2 separate regions of the Sus scrofa genome follow, and region 1 is linked to region 2. Evidence: chromatin contacts called from public Hi-C data. All regions are on one chromosome and are shown on one strand. Each heading gives the region's core, a stretch centred on a gene start, on an enhancer-like site or on the middle of the called end of the contact. The rest is flanking DNA. Distances are from core to core; before and after follow the strand shown. Region 1 has its middle 11 kb from the start of SAL1. Region 2 overlaps LOC110256075 (a long non-coding RNA gene).

Region 1 (6,376 bases), core at 2,474-4,973, 41 kb after region 2:
CAAAAAAAAGAGCTTACAAGTAACACCAGAGTTCCACAAGAAAGCTTGGGATCGGCTGGCTGCATTCGGAGTGAGTCCCTTCCAAAATCCCTTTGGACTTTTGCTCATAGCTTTGCCTCAGGTGATTGTCTTGATCATTCCTGCACCAGACACTGACTGAGCTCTAAAGGGAAGGAACTGGATCCCATTCTTCTGTTTTCTGTTTCCTCCTGGGCTTAGGGCACAACAGGTACTGAATTTACACACTTTTTAAACCAAATATAGATTTCTTACCAGTTAACCTTTTTGCCTGGCGTCCTGAAAAGAAGCAAGTCCTTTAAGCCATGGGTCCAAATACTTTTTTTTCTGGAAAAGCAAAGTCTTCATAAAATCATAGAAATTCTTCTATTGAAAACTAGCAAAGCAGGAAAATGAAATTGGCAACAAGGTGGCAGAAGCAAAGAGATTTTATTTTTCTCCAGGAGAACTAAGGAGAGCTAATTCTATTCACTTAGAATGTTACTTGCTGTGATGTATTGATAAGAATCATGATATCACAACTGAACAGTTAAAATCTGGCAATCAGTTTAAGTGACCTCCCTTTAAAGGAAATAACTTCAACTTTAGTTAGTTGTATGTGAAGTGGGACAATTGGGTTACTTGTTAGTTTCTATAGCTTTCTCCAGCTTACTCAGAAACCTATACCAAATGCACTGGATCATATTCAGGGGGTAACTGCAGAAAACATGGCATGTGTTAAGTTTAACCATATAAAACTGTTATTTTATATGTCAAAAAACAGCTGATTATTGGCAGTTTCTTATGGTTCAACTGAATAGCAGTGATGCTACCACTGACATTAATGGTTTTCTTTTCCTAAAATGTAATTATTAATCTTAAATTATAGAATTGTATCAAAAAGATACATGCACCCCTATGTTCATAGCAGCATTTTTTACAATAGCCAAGACATGGAAACAACTTAAATGTCAGTCAATGGATGAATGAAAAAAGACGATGTAGTACATATATACAATGGAATACTACTCAGCCATAAAAAAGAATGAAATAATGCCATTTGCAACAACATGGATGCAACTAGAGATTCTCATTCTAAGTGAAGTCAGTCAGAAAAAGAAAGACAAATACCATATGATGTCACTTATATGTAGACTCTAAAATATGACACAAATAAACCTATCTATGAAACAGAAACGAATTCACAGATACAGAGAACTGACTTGTGGTTGCCAAGAAGGGGGGGAAGGGATGAATTGGAAATTGAAGATTAGCAGATGCAAACTATTTTACATAGAATGGGTAAACAACAAGGTCCTACTGTGTAGCACAGGGAACTATATCCAATACCATATAATAAACCATAATGGAAAAGAAAATAAAAAAGAATGTATATATATGTGTGTGTGCGTGTGTGTAACTGGATCACTTTTCTGCATGGAAAAAATTAACACAACGTAAATCAACTATACTTCAATTTTTTTTTTAATTATAGAAATTTTTTTGAGCCACACCTGCAGCATATGGAATTTCCCAGGCTAGGGGCTGAATCAGAGCTGCAGCTACCAACCTATGCCACAGCCACAGGAATGCAGAATCCGAGCTGCATCTGTGACCTACACTGCAGCTTTTGGCAACACTAGATCCTTAATCCACTGAGCGAGGCCAAGGATTGAACCTTCATCCTCATGGATACTAGCTGGGTTCTTAGCCCACTGAGCCACAATGGAAACTCCCCAAATTACAGAATTTTAAAACATACTTTCATCATAACGTGAGAAACTTTTAAAAATCGCTAAAGAAGTGCTTAAAACTGATCTACTAGGTGTGCCTATATGAATTTGGCAATGACTGGTATTTCTTGGGCTTTGCCTTACTTAGTTCACTTAATATACATTAGCTCAGAACCTGTATTCTCTTAAGAGTTTGGGAGTCAATTTTCCAGAATAACCATTAGTTTTGATATTGGCATTTAGGTTTGAATGCAAAACAACTGAAATAGTTTTTGAATAGCATATATGGGACATATTTTTAAAATATATGCTTTAAAAATCTAGTCTTTTCAAATATATTATTTACTAATCTAGAATCATATGCCTTGTTTATCATAAAGCTGGTATATAAACAGTTTTGTACAATGAGAAGTACTGATTTGTGTGACATTCCATGTTAAATGACTATGTTCAGTTTAACTGCATGTGGTGTAGTCCATCCAATCATATGTTTTGGAAAAGGATCCTTATTCAATAACGTTTTAATTTAGTACATAGAAAAATGAAGGAGAGAGTGAGTGGGTCAAATGCTGATGAAAAGTCAAGTAAAATGACAGTAGAAAAAACGTCAGTGAGATTTAGCATCCTGAACATAAGAGAGGACCTTAGAAAGATCTGTTCGTACGGAGCCTCTCTAAGATCTCTGTAACTGTCCATGCTCGGACTTGTCCCAGATAATCTAGGGATGAAAGAGGAAGAATTCGTAACTGCATTTCCATCAGGAGCTTGGGACGCCCATCGAAGCTGATTGAAGTTGCCAGAGAGGAAGGCCGACCCTGCGAGCTGATCAGAGGCTGAAAGGGCTGCGCGGTTCCGGAGCGCCCTCTGGCGGCCATCTAGAGGACCGCCCTGCCTCGCACAGCCGCACGGTGACCACTCCCGGGAAACTGGAGCAGCAGCCTCTTCCGGCTTCCTCTCTTTCTCTGTGCATTGTGAGATTTCTGAGGTCAGAAGTATTAAATGTTTATTTCTGTATATTTACATACATATGTAAATATAATTTGCAACTATCAGCTGAAGAGTCTCAGTAGAGTACAGCAGGGCTTACCCACATAGTACTCTTTAAAAATTGGCCAGTCTTATTTGGATACATTTGAGAAATGCAGCCACGGCTACTGGCTCCAATCTTCATCTTGTTGAGTTCCATTCACAAGTGTAACCTATTTTCTACACAACTGCTGGAGCAAACTTTCAAAAATGGAAATGAGATCATCTTACTGCTCAACACCTCCATCTTCTCCATCATTCCCAGAAAACAGCCAAACTGCTTCCGGCATTGACCTCTCCAAGCCCAGCCTCATGTCCTGGCTTTTGCTGTTCCCCAAACATGTCGTGCTTGTTTTTACCCCATGACCTTTGCAACATCTATATTCCCTCAAAAACATGTTTCTCCTACACCCTGGCAAGGCTTGTTCTTCCTAAAGACTCTCCCTGCTTTGTTCCTCCATAGCACATAGTCCCTGAAATTTTATTATATATTTGTTTCACTTGCTTGCTTGTTGTCTGTCTCTCTGAGTAGATATAAACTAGACTATACACTCCCGGAGTCTTTCATCAGGAAGACAACTCTCAGGACGTGAGACCCGAGCTGAGACCCTAGGGTGAGCACGTGCCAACCACGTGAAACATCCAGGCAAGAGCTTTCAGATGGAGGGAACGGTGTGTGTAGAGTGTGTGCAAAGAACAGAAAACAGACCAGGGTGGCCGGATCCCAAGGAGCAGGGAGAAGGGTGTGAAATGGAGTTAAGCTATTCATAGGGAAGAGTCAGGTTATTGTGGGATTGATAAAATAAGGAGTTTGAACTTTATCCAGAGTACAAACAATTGAAGGCTTTTAAGCCGAGAAGGGAACAGGATCAGATTGGAGTTTTCCAAAGATCACACTGGCTGCTGCGAGCTGGGAGGCATGGTGGTGGCGCAAGACAGGAAGCACGAGTGAACGTCCTCGCACTGCTATGTGTGCTTTCTGAACTTCTGTAATCCGATTCCCAGAAGGGGAAGTTCTAGGTCAGGAGGGAAGCACTTTTGGCCTTTAAATACGTCTCCAAATTACTCAGCTATCACCTCCTAGAAGAGCCTTCTGTGACCCTGTCCTCTAGGTGTGTCAACCCTTGTTCTTTATTTTGTGGCACTTTATTTTCTGCTAAGCACAGATAATGAGACATAAGTTCTTGCATTTATTTGCTTTTTTGTCATCTTCTCATTTTTTCTCAAGAAGGCAGGACCATCTCTTATTCCCCACTGTACTCACTTCCCCGGGGACGGGTCTTGGCATCGCAGACAGTAAGCGAAGGTTTGCTAAATAGATAATTGCCCTCCAAAGAGCCTGCACAAATTGAGACTCCCAGCAACAACATGAGGAAGTCTGATTTCTTCAACCAAAAAAAGATATTACTACTCTTTTTGGGGGGAGGGGACATAAATGATATTTTCATACTTTGTCATTTATTTACATTCTTTAATTCAAACTACCAGGTGATATCTCTATATGCTAAAAGAATGACAGAAAAACAAACAAAAAAACCAAAACACGAGAAAGCCAAAACATCACAGATTGGAAGAATGTAGAACAAACGGAATTCTCAGACATTGCTGGTGGAATGTAAAATGAAACAAAACTGATTTATATACTGAGGAATGAAAAAAATCTAACAGCAAGGACCATCACACTTAAATTTGAGGAAAAAACCCAAAAGAACCTAAGAGCTACAAAGAAAAAATAAGTCACATACAAAATCAGAATGGCATTCTTAAAACAGGACCACTGGAAGTTAGAAAACAGTGGAGAAATAGCTTAAAAATTCTGAGAGAATGATGATTTTTTTTGACCTAGAGTTCTACATCCAGCCATACTCTCCATCAAGGGCGAGAGCAGAATAAAGTCAGTATGAAGAGTGAACATTCACTTCCTTGTATCCTTTATCAGGAAGTTTCTGGAGGAAGAGATTCACAAAATGAGGAAGGAAACAAAGCAAAAGAAATATGTGAGAAATGAAATGGACACATGGGAGAAGCCAAGGGAACTCTTAGGCTAATGGCAAAGGATCATTCCCAAGAGGAAAGCAGCAAAGTTGGCACAAGAGCAAACATCTGACTGGAGAGGGTGAAAAGCTCCAGGAACGTGTCTCCAGGTTTACGAGAAGAAGGAGGGGGAAAAAATGTTTAAATTGAAAAAACGGGTTCCCGCTCTGGCACAATGGGATCAGGGGCATCTTGGGAGCACCTGGACACAGGTTTGATCCCTGCCCCCAGCACAGTGGGTTAAGGCTCCGGCACTGCCGCTCCGATCTGACGCCTGGCCGGGGAACTCCATCTGCCGTGGGGCAGCCAAATAAATAAATAAATAAATAGAAGAAGAAGAAGGAGGGGGAGAAGGACAAAGCGGAGAAAGAGGAGGAAGAAAAGAAATCATTAAAAAGCAGTTTGTACTTTCATCAGCTACTTGAATAAGGGAGCGTGCATAAAGAAAATACAAAGCAATAAAAACTCCAAGGAAAACAGACATTTTTAGGAGGAGATAATGTAACAACATTATGTGATGAAGTTCTGGCATGAATCTTTTTGGTTTTTGTTTTTTGGTTTTTTTTTGTCTTTTTGCCTTTTCTAGGGCCGCTTCCCGTGGCACATGGAGGCTCCCAGGCTAGGGGTCGAATTGGAGCTGCAGCCACAGGCCTACACCAGAGCCACAGCAACATGGGATCCGAGCCGCGTCTGCAACCTACACCACAGCTCACGGCAACACTACAGCTCACGGCAACGCCGGATCGTTAACCCACTGAGCAAGGCCAGGGATCGAACCCGCAACCTCATGGTTCCTAGTCGGATTCGTTAACCACTGAGCCACGACGGTAACTCCTGGTGTGAATCATATTTAAAGGGACCAAATAGTGTAAAGCCTGGGCTCAAGCCACCTGTCTTGGAAGCCTCCATACCCAGCCTAGTTCTACACACACATGGGTGCACTGAGGGTAGCCTTGGATGAGCTGTAGGCTCTGGGAACCAGGCTCCTGGAGTTTCCACTGGTGGCACGCAGCCCCCACAGGGCACCTAACTCACTGAGCTGCCTCTCCTCTGCGGTGGTCTCGCCCGAGGCTGTGGCCATGCTCCTTGCTCTGTGCACCACACAGACAGCAGGGATCAATCTGTAAACTGACTGGTAAATCCAAGCATGTGCTTCTGAGCAGGGCTAGTTTCCCTGGAGCATGACCCATGCGGTCACACAGAGCCCAGTGCTCAGGGAGCCTGGACTTGGTTTAACGGGCTGCTGCCATCATCTTGAAATCCCCAATCATTTGAAGTCCAAGGGGACAATGGACCGTGTGCGTGAGCAGATTCGTACATCACTCGGGTCTGCCATTCCTCGTCATGCCATTTGCACTGGATGGTCACGGTGTCCACGAACACAGAGTTGCACCCACAATGCAGAGGAATTCAGCAAGATGCAAAAAGGTACCAGTGCTGGATCTGCAACCGAGCGACAGCCTCTGAGACACCATGCTTTCTGTTTGAACCGCATACTTGATTCCAACTCAGAAGGAAGGCAGTGGCGTTAGAAGAAACACAGACCCACAAGGACCCATATCATGTCCTTTTACACGAAACTTACT
Region 2 (6,308 bases), core at 1,605-4,104:
GCTAGTCAGGTTCATTTCTGCTGAGCCATGATGGGAACTCCCCACAAAGGATCTTAATGCTAAGGGACTCGGGGGGCCTCTCTCCTGCAGAAAGTAGGGAGTCACAGAAGAGTTTTAGGCAAGGGATTACCATGATGGGATCTCCTGTGAGGGCTATAGAACAGGATCTGGGGTCAGGGAGACCTTCAGCAACCCAAGGCCAGAGTCCAGGTGAGGAAGGGGAAGCACAGACTTTCCACTGCTGAGCATCTAGCCATGAACTCACGCAAATTTCAGGAGAGCAAGGATTGCTTCAGAATATTCCCCTTTAAGATGTCTATTTAAATAGCTGCTTGTCTTTTTCTGTCCCCTTTAGTTGTCTCTGTAGAAACAATGTGTTGTATGTTTCTACAGCTGAACAGATGGCTAACATTGTTTTTCAATTGATTTATTCAAGGCAGTTTACTTCATTTTGCTTGTAAGTGATATTACAAAGTTGCTGTAGCTCAAGAATCAGACCACCTTTTGGCATAACACATAGTGAGACGGGCTGGGACCTGGGACCTTTGCTGCAGTGGCTGCAGTGCTTGCAACTAAGCAAACATCTCCTTGAGCCACAACATACAAGGCAACTATAAGGGACTAAAAACAGCTGTGTGCATGCATAGTTGGGGTAAATTATGGATAAGAAAGCACAAAAAAACCCTAAAAACTCAACTGCCACTTCTGAAGAGTCAAGAGCAAAAGCAGGGTACCCTACATGGCCCCAGCACACACCACTCCCAAAGGGGTGGGCAGACCACTTAAGCCACCCCTCTGACCCGACCCCTGGACTAACCCTTACCCTTGTCCCATATAAGGAACCAGCTTGCCCCTGCCCCCCATCCTTGGGGAACAAAGGAAACTGTTGCAGCAGGGACCCAAATGAAGCCTTGCCTGAATTTCTTGTTTTCTTTCTTTCTTTTTTTTTTTAATCTTTTGTCTTTTTAGGGCTGCACCCATGGCATATGGAGGTTCCCGGGCTAGGGGTTGAATCAGAGCTGTGGCTGCCAGCCTATGCCACAGCCAGAGCCACGCAGGATCCAAGCTACGTCTTCAACCTACACCATAGTTCACGGCAATGCCAGAACCTTAACCCACTGAGTGGGGCCAGGGAGCGAACCCACATCCTCATGGATACTAGTCAGGTTCATTAACCACTGAACCATGAAGGGAACTCCCTTGCCTGAATTTTTAACTGGCCTCTTAGCAATCTCTATTGGTTAAAGAAGGCCAAGAACCCGGGTTGGTAACAATAGCAGAAAACTTAAAAAATTCACAGCGTAGCTTGCATAAATCAAACGAAGTCACAATATGCACATGTATCTCACACAATGGACAGCAGTTACTATTCTTACTGGAGTCATTCTGGGCCAACTCTCTATTTTGTAGAATTATGTAGCAGTGTTGATTTGGAATGTCTCTTTGTTCTGAGGTTTTCCCCAAATGGCCACCATTTGTGAGAGAAAAACAAGTCATTGAGTACGTTTCTCAAAGAGAAACGTGATACCAAGAGCCATTTTCCCATCTGTTTACCAAAAAGATTTGCCCTGGCAGAAATAGGCTGCATTAGGGCAGATTGTAAAGTAATGGCCTTAAGAGGATTACCCATTACGCAGCCCTGGCACGCATTAATTTGATTCAATAGCTGAACTAATGTGTGTCTGGCCTTTATTTACCAAGTGCCATAATCTTCAAAGGTTTTGATTAGACATGAGCAAATGAGAAAGAAAAGAAACTCATGCATAGAAATGCTGAAATGGAGTAAAACTGCTGATTCGCAGACCATGTTTTAAATGAAAAGCCCTTCATACAGATTAACCTGTTAAAGTATGAATAGAAGAATTGTTCTTTACAGGAGTTCCTGTCGTGGCTCAGCAGTTAAAGAACCTGACTAGTATCCATGAGGACTGGGGTTCCATCCCTGGCCTCGCTTAGTGGGTTAAGAATCCGGTGTTGCCGTGAGCTATGGTGGAGGTCAGCAGACAGGGCTCAGATCTGGCGTTGCTGTGGCTGTGGTATAGACTGGCAGCTACAGCTCCGATTCGATCCCTTGTCTGGGAACGTCCATATGCCACAGGTGTGGCCCTAAAGAAAGAAAAAAAAAAAAAAAAAAGGAAAAGAAAAGAAATTGTTCTTTACAAATATTTGATTGGAAAATGAACCCATATTTAACAGAACTTGTGAGGTATAGTAATACATTGAAAGATGCTAAATTATATGCCATTTTTACTCTGTGGACAGAAATTTTTCTATGGCCTTGTGGGGGGGAGCTTGAATAGTAATAAACACATTCTATTTTAAGTACATAGTTTTCTACTTTAAGTCCTTGCTCCCCCCAAATATAGTAGATTCTCGTGGGACATTGTCTAAGCTGACACTGGGCGAGCTTGAGGGACACCCATGGCTGCCCAAGCTGAGCCCCTCCCGTCTAAGATCTCAAAGCCATGTCAGGGGCAGAGGCGGCCGGCCAAAGGGATGAGATCAAACTGTTTACACAGGAGGAGGACAACGAGTACAAAATCTCTCTCCCTCTTCTGTCTGTACAGAGTGTCCTCCACGAGGATCATTTAATCAAACACACCTTTATATGCCAGGGGTTACTTTAAGTTACAAGCAGAGTCTTAATTCTGCAACCGGAATGTCCACTTCAATATTTTCATGAACATTTCCATGCCCGTTTCAAAGATGGGTCTTCACGCCTCTCGAGGGACCAAGGCCACTACAGGCTTCCGTGGAGGGTTTTTCCTTCCCCCCACTTCTCCCCTCTTAGACTCCTGTGGGCAGTTTCTGGCCTCTCTGAGATTGGAGGGAGGAAAAGGCAACAGAGAGGAGTGGAAGTGTTTGCACTTGGCCAACACTATCCTCACGTGGCTTTGTGCTCCCTGGACTTGACGAGTGTTTACAGCTGACCTTTGAAAGCTGAACTTTCTTTTTCTTTTTCTTTTTTTTTTTTCTTCTTCAAATGAACAGGTTTTATTTTATGACTTGTGCTTCTTGGGTAAGAAAACTTTGCTTACTGTAAAATTTTAGCCTAAATTTCCTTCTTAAAGCTTTAGTTATTTATTCATTTGCCTATGCCCAAGGCATGTGGAAGTTCCTAGGCCAGGGATCAAACCCACTCCACAGCAGCAGCAGACCCAAGCCACTGCCGGGACCCCGTTGGAGTCTTAACCCGCTGTGCCGCAAGGGAACTTCGAAGCTTTATTATTTTACATTTCATACTTAAAATGGTACCTCCTCTCAATTTCATTTTTCCATCTTCTATGAAATCACAACATTTAATTGACAAAGCACTTACTGGAAAGAACAGCCTTTCTCCCATTATATTGCATTATTGCCTTTGCCAAAAGTGAGTGAATGATGCATGGGTGTTTCTGGAACCTTTATTCTGTTCCTCTGGTCAATTTATCTTTGTGCCCATACCACATTTGGGCTTTGTAACAACTCTTGATATCTGGCGCTACAGGTTCTCTAGTTCTTTTCTAGAAGATAGCTTTGACAATTGGTCTTCAGCATTTTTATATGACATTGAGAATTTTGAATAAAAAAAGTTGCTAGGATTTTGAGTGAGATTACATCAAATATGTGACTTAATCTGGGGAAAACAGATACTTTTTTAAGATTGTCCCGGAGTCCAGGAACAGGATATCTACCTCTCACTGTTCTATAATTTTTTTTCTGGATACAATTCTTGAAAACATAGAGTTAGGCACTTAAGGATTTCTGATACTACTGTAAGTGGGGTTGCTTTAAAAATTTTCATTTTCTGTATTCATTGCTGGTATATTAAAAACCAAGTTTTGCATAGCAACCTTATATGCAGGGATTCTGCTAAATCTACTCAATTCCAATTATCTGCATATTCCCGAGGATTTTCTACATACAACATCATGTTATCTGAAAATTAAAATTTTACTTTTTTCTAATCCATAAGCCTTTTCATTCTTTTTTCCTCCTTACTTTCCTGGCTAGGTCCTTCTGCACAAAACGATTGAATTAAAAACGAGTGACCACAGATACCCTTGTCTAGTTTTTTGATCTTGGGAGAAATTTTCAATATTTCACCATCTGATATGCTGTTTGTTGTAGTTTAAGATATTCGTTACCCCAAAAAAGGAAGTTCCTTTCTATCCACAGTTTGCTAAGAACACGAATGAATCCTGCATACTAGATTACTTTTCTTCAGTGTGATGGATTACGGTGATTGGTTTTTTATTATTGAAATACCCTCACATTCCTGGAGTAAGACCCATTTGATCACTGTTTTTTACTTTTTTTTCCCCAGAACCAAAACCCATCTGTTTTGCTGGCTCAGGATCTGGTCATGTGACCACTATAAACGGGTTACTGGTGATTAGAATGAAATTATCATGATTGGTTTAGATTACTCAGAATTTACCCTCTGTGTCTAAAGCTGACCTTTTTTTTTTTTTTTTTTTTTTTTGTCTTTTCCAGGGCCGATCCCAGGGCATATGGAGGTTCCCAGACTAGGGGTCTAATCAGAGCTACAGCTGCCGGCCTACACCACAGCCATAGCCACACGGGATCTGAGCTGCGTCTGTGACCTACACCACAGCTCACAGCAATGCCGGATCCTTAACCCACTGAGCAAGGCCAGGGATCGAACCCACAACCTCATGGTTCCTTGTCGGATTTGTTAACCACTAAGCCACAACAGGAACTCCAAAGCTGACCTTTCTTAAGGTGGATCCTCTGAGAGGTTTCACTGACTAGGCCCCCATGCTGGAGGCAGTGCTCCTTTGACTGGCTTCTTCCTTTTTTTAAACAATTAATTTTTTTAATAAATAGAAAATGCATATAGAACAAAGTAAAACATATAAAAGGGCATAAGTAAGGAATAAGTTTCTCTTCCATTTCTGTTTCCAGCCACTCAGTTCCATTTCTCAGGGAACAATTGTTTTAGGTCCCTTTTTTTTCCATAAATTTTCTATTCACATACAAGTATAAACATTTAACAATTGATCTATCACCTATCATCTGTTTGTTTTTTAAAATTACTCAATGAATTTTATTACATTTATAGTTGTACAATCATCCCAACCCCAGTTTTATAGCATTTCTATCCCAAACCCTCAGTGCATCCCCCCACCCCCCAGCCAGTCTCATTTGAAAACCGTAAGTTTTTCAAAGTCTGTGAGTCAGCATCTGTTCTGCAAAGAAGTCCAATCTGTCCTTTTTTTAGATTCCACATGTAAGTGATAGCATTTGATGTTGATGTCTCATTGTCTGACTGACTTCACTTAGCATGATAATTTCTAGGTCTATCCATGTTGCTAAAAATGCTGGTATTTCTTTCCTTTTAATGGCTGAGTAATATTCCATTGTGTATATGTGCCACTTCTTCTTTATCCACTCCTCTGTCGGTGGACATTTAGGTTGTTTTCATGTCTTGGCTATTGCAAATAGTGCTGCAATGAACATTGGAGTACATGTGTCTTTGCGAGGCATGGTTTTCTCTGGATAGATGCCCAGGAGTGGGATTGCTGGGTCAAATGGTAGTTCTATTTTTTAGAACTGAGGAATCTCCATACTGCTTTCCACAGGGGTTGCACCAATTTACAATCCCACCAACAGTGTCATAGGGTTCCCTTTTCTCCATATCCCCTCCAGCACTTAATGTTTATAGACTTTTTGATGATGGCCATTCTGGCTGGTGTAAGGTGGTACCTCAGAGTGGTTTTGATTTGCATTCCTCTAATACTGAGTGATGTTGAACATCTTTTCATGTGTTTTTGGCCATCTGTATGTCTTCTTTGGAGAATTGTCTGTTTAAATCTTCTGTTGACTGGCTTGTTCCTATCTGTAACTCCTCCCACCCCCAACTAGCATCTTCCTATAGGGCATCACAGAATCCCCCCAGAAGGTTGTCCTTTTGAGCAAGAGTCTTGTTAATCCTGGCCAACATTCTGCAACCATTTCTGAGAAGTTGTGGGCTTTGCCTTGCTTTTTGGAAAGAATACAGTTATTTTCCAAACACAGACTCAACTCTGCTCCATGGCTGCTTTGGCTTTCTTAGTTATGAATCAGATGCTGGTTCCCCAGACCCCCCAAGAGCAGACAACAGGTATTTGAACCCATCAGATGCACTGGCTCCCTGAACAAGGTCAAATGGAGATAAGAGAGCAACCACAGATAAAGAGTCTGGCGGAACTGGCCAGGTGAAACACCAAGCCTAATTTGCAATGAGCAATCATTCAACCTTGAATTTCCTGTAACCCACAGGCTAGAGCCAAAAACTTGATTAACTTCAAGTTAAAAACGGCTAA

What was found. Hi-C and Micro-C count contacts between places; a contact is called where the count stands out from the background.
Region 1: a contact with region 2 is called in a Hi-C map of liver, with 2.4 times the contacts expected there. The contact joins two enhancer-like sites. A contact is called at or near these places in 1 of 5 promoter capture datasets (liver) and 7 of 47 Hi-C or Micro-C datasets (embryonic fibroblasts, epiblast stem cells, liver and 2 more).

The regions. Positions count from the first base shown.
Region 1 is chr1:253,650,653-253,657,028 of Sscrofa11.1, forward strand. No RefSeq gene overlaps it. Among named protein-coding and RNA genes, the nearest start is that of SAL1, 11 kb to the left of the region's middle. Within about 2 kb of position 3,724, at least 12 of the 83 cell types and tissues checked have an H3K27ac peak or open chromatin away from gene starts, as enhancers often do. A contact at or near this core is called in liver, where this site is marked.
Region 2 is chr1:253,610,612-253,616,919 of Sscrofa11.1, forward strand. The region is part of intron 1 of LOC110256075 (a long non-coding RNA gene); the gene reads right to left. Among named protein-coding and RNA genes, the nearest start is that of SAL1, 29 kb to the right of the region's middle. Within about 2 kb of position 2,855, at least 3 of the 83 cell types and tissues checked have an H3K27ac peak or open chromatin away from gene starts, as enhancers often do. A contact at or near this core is called in liver, where this site is marked.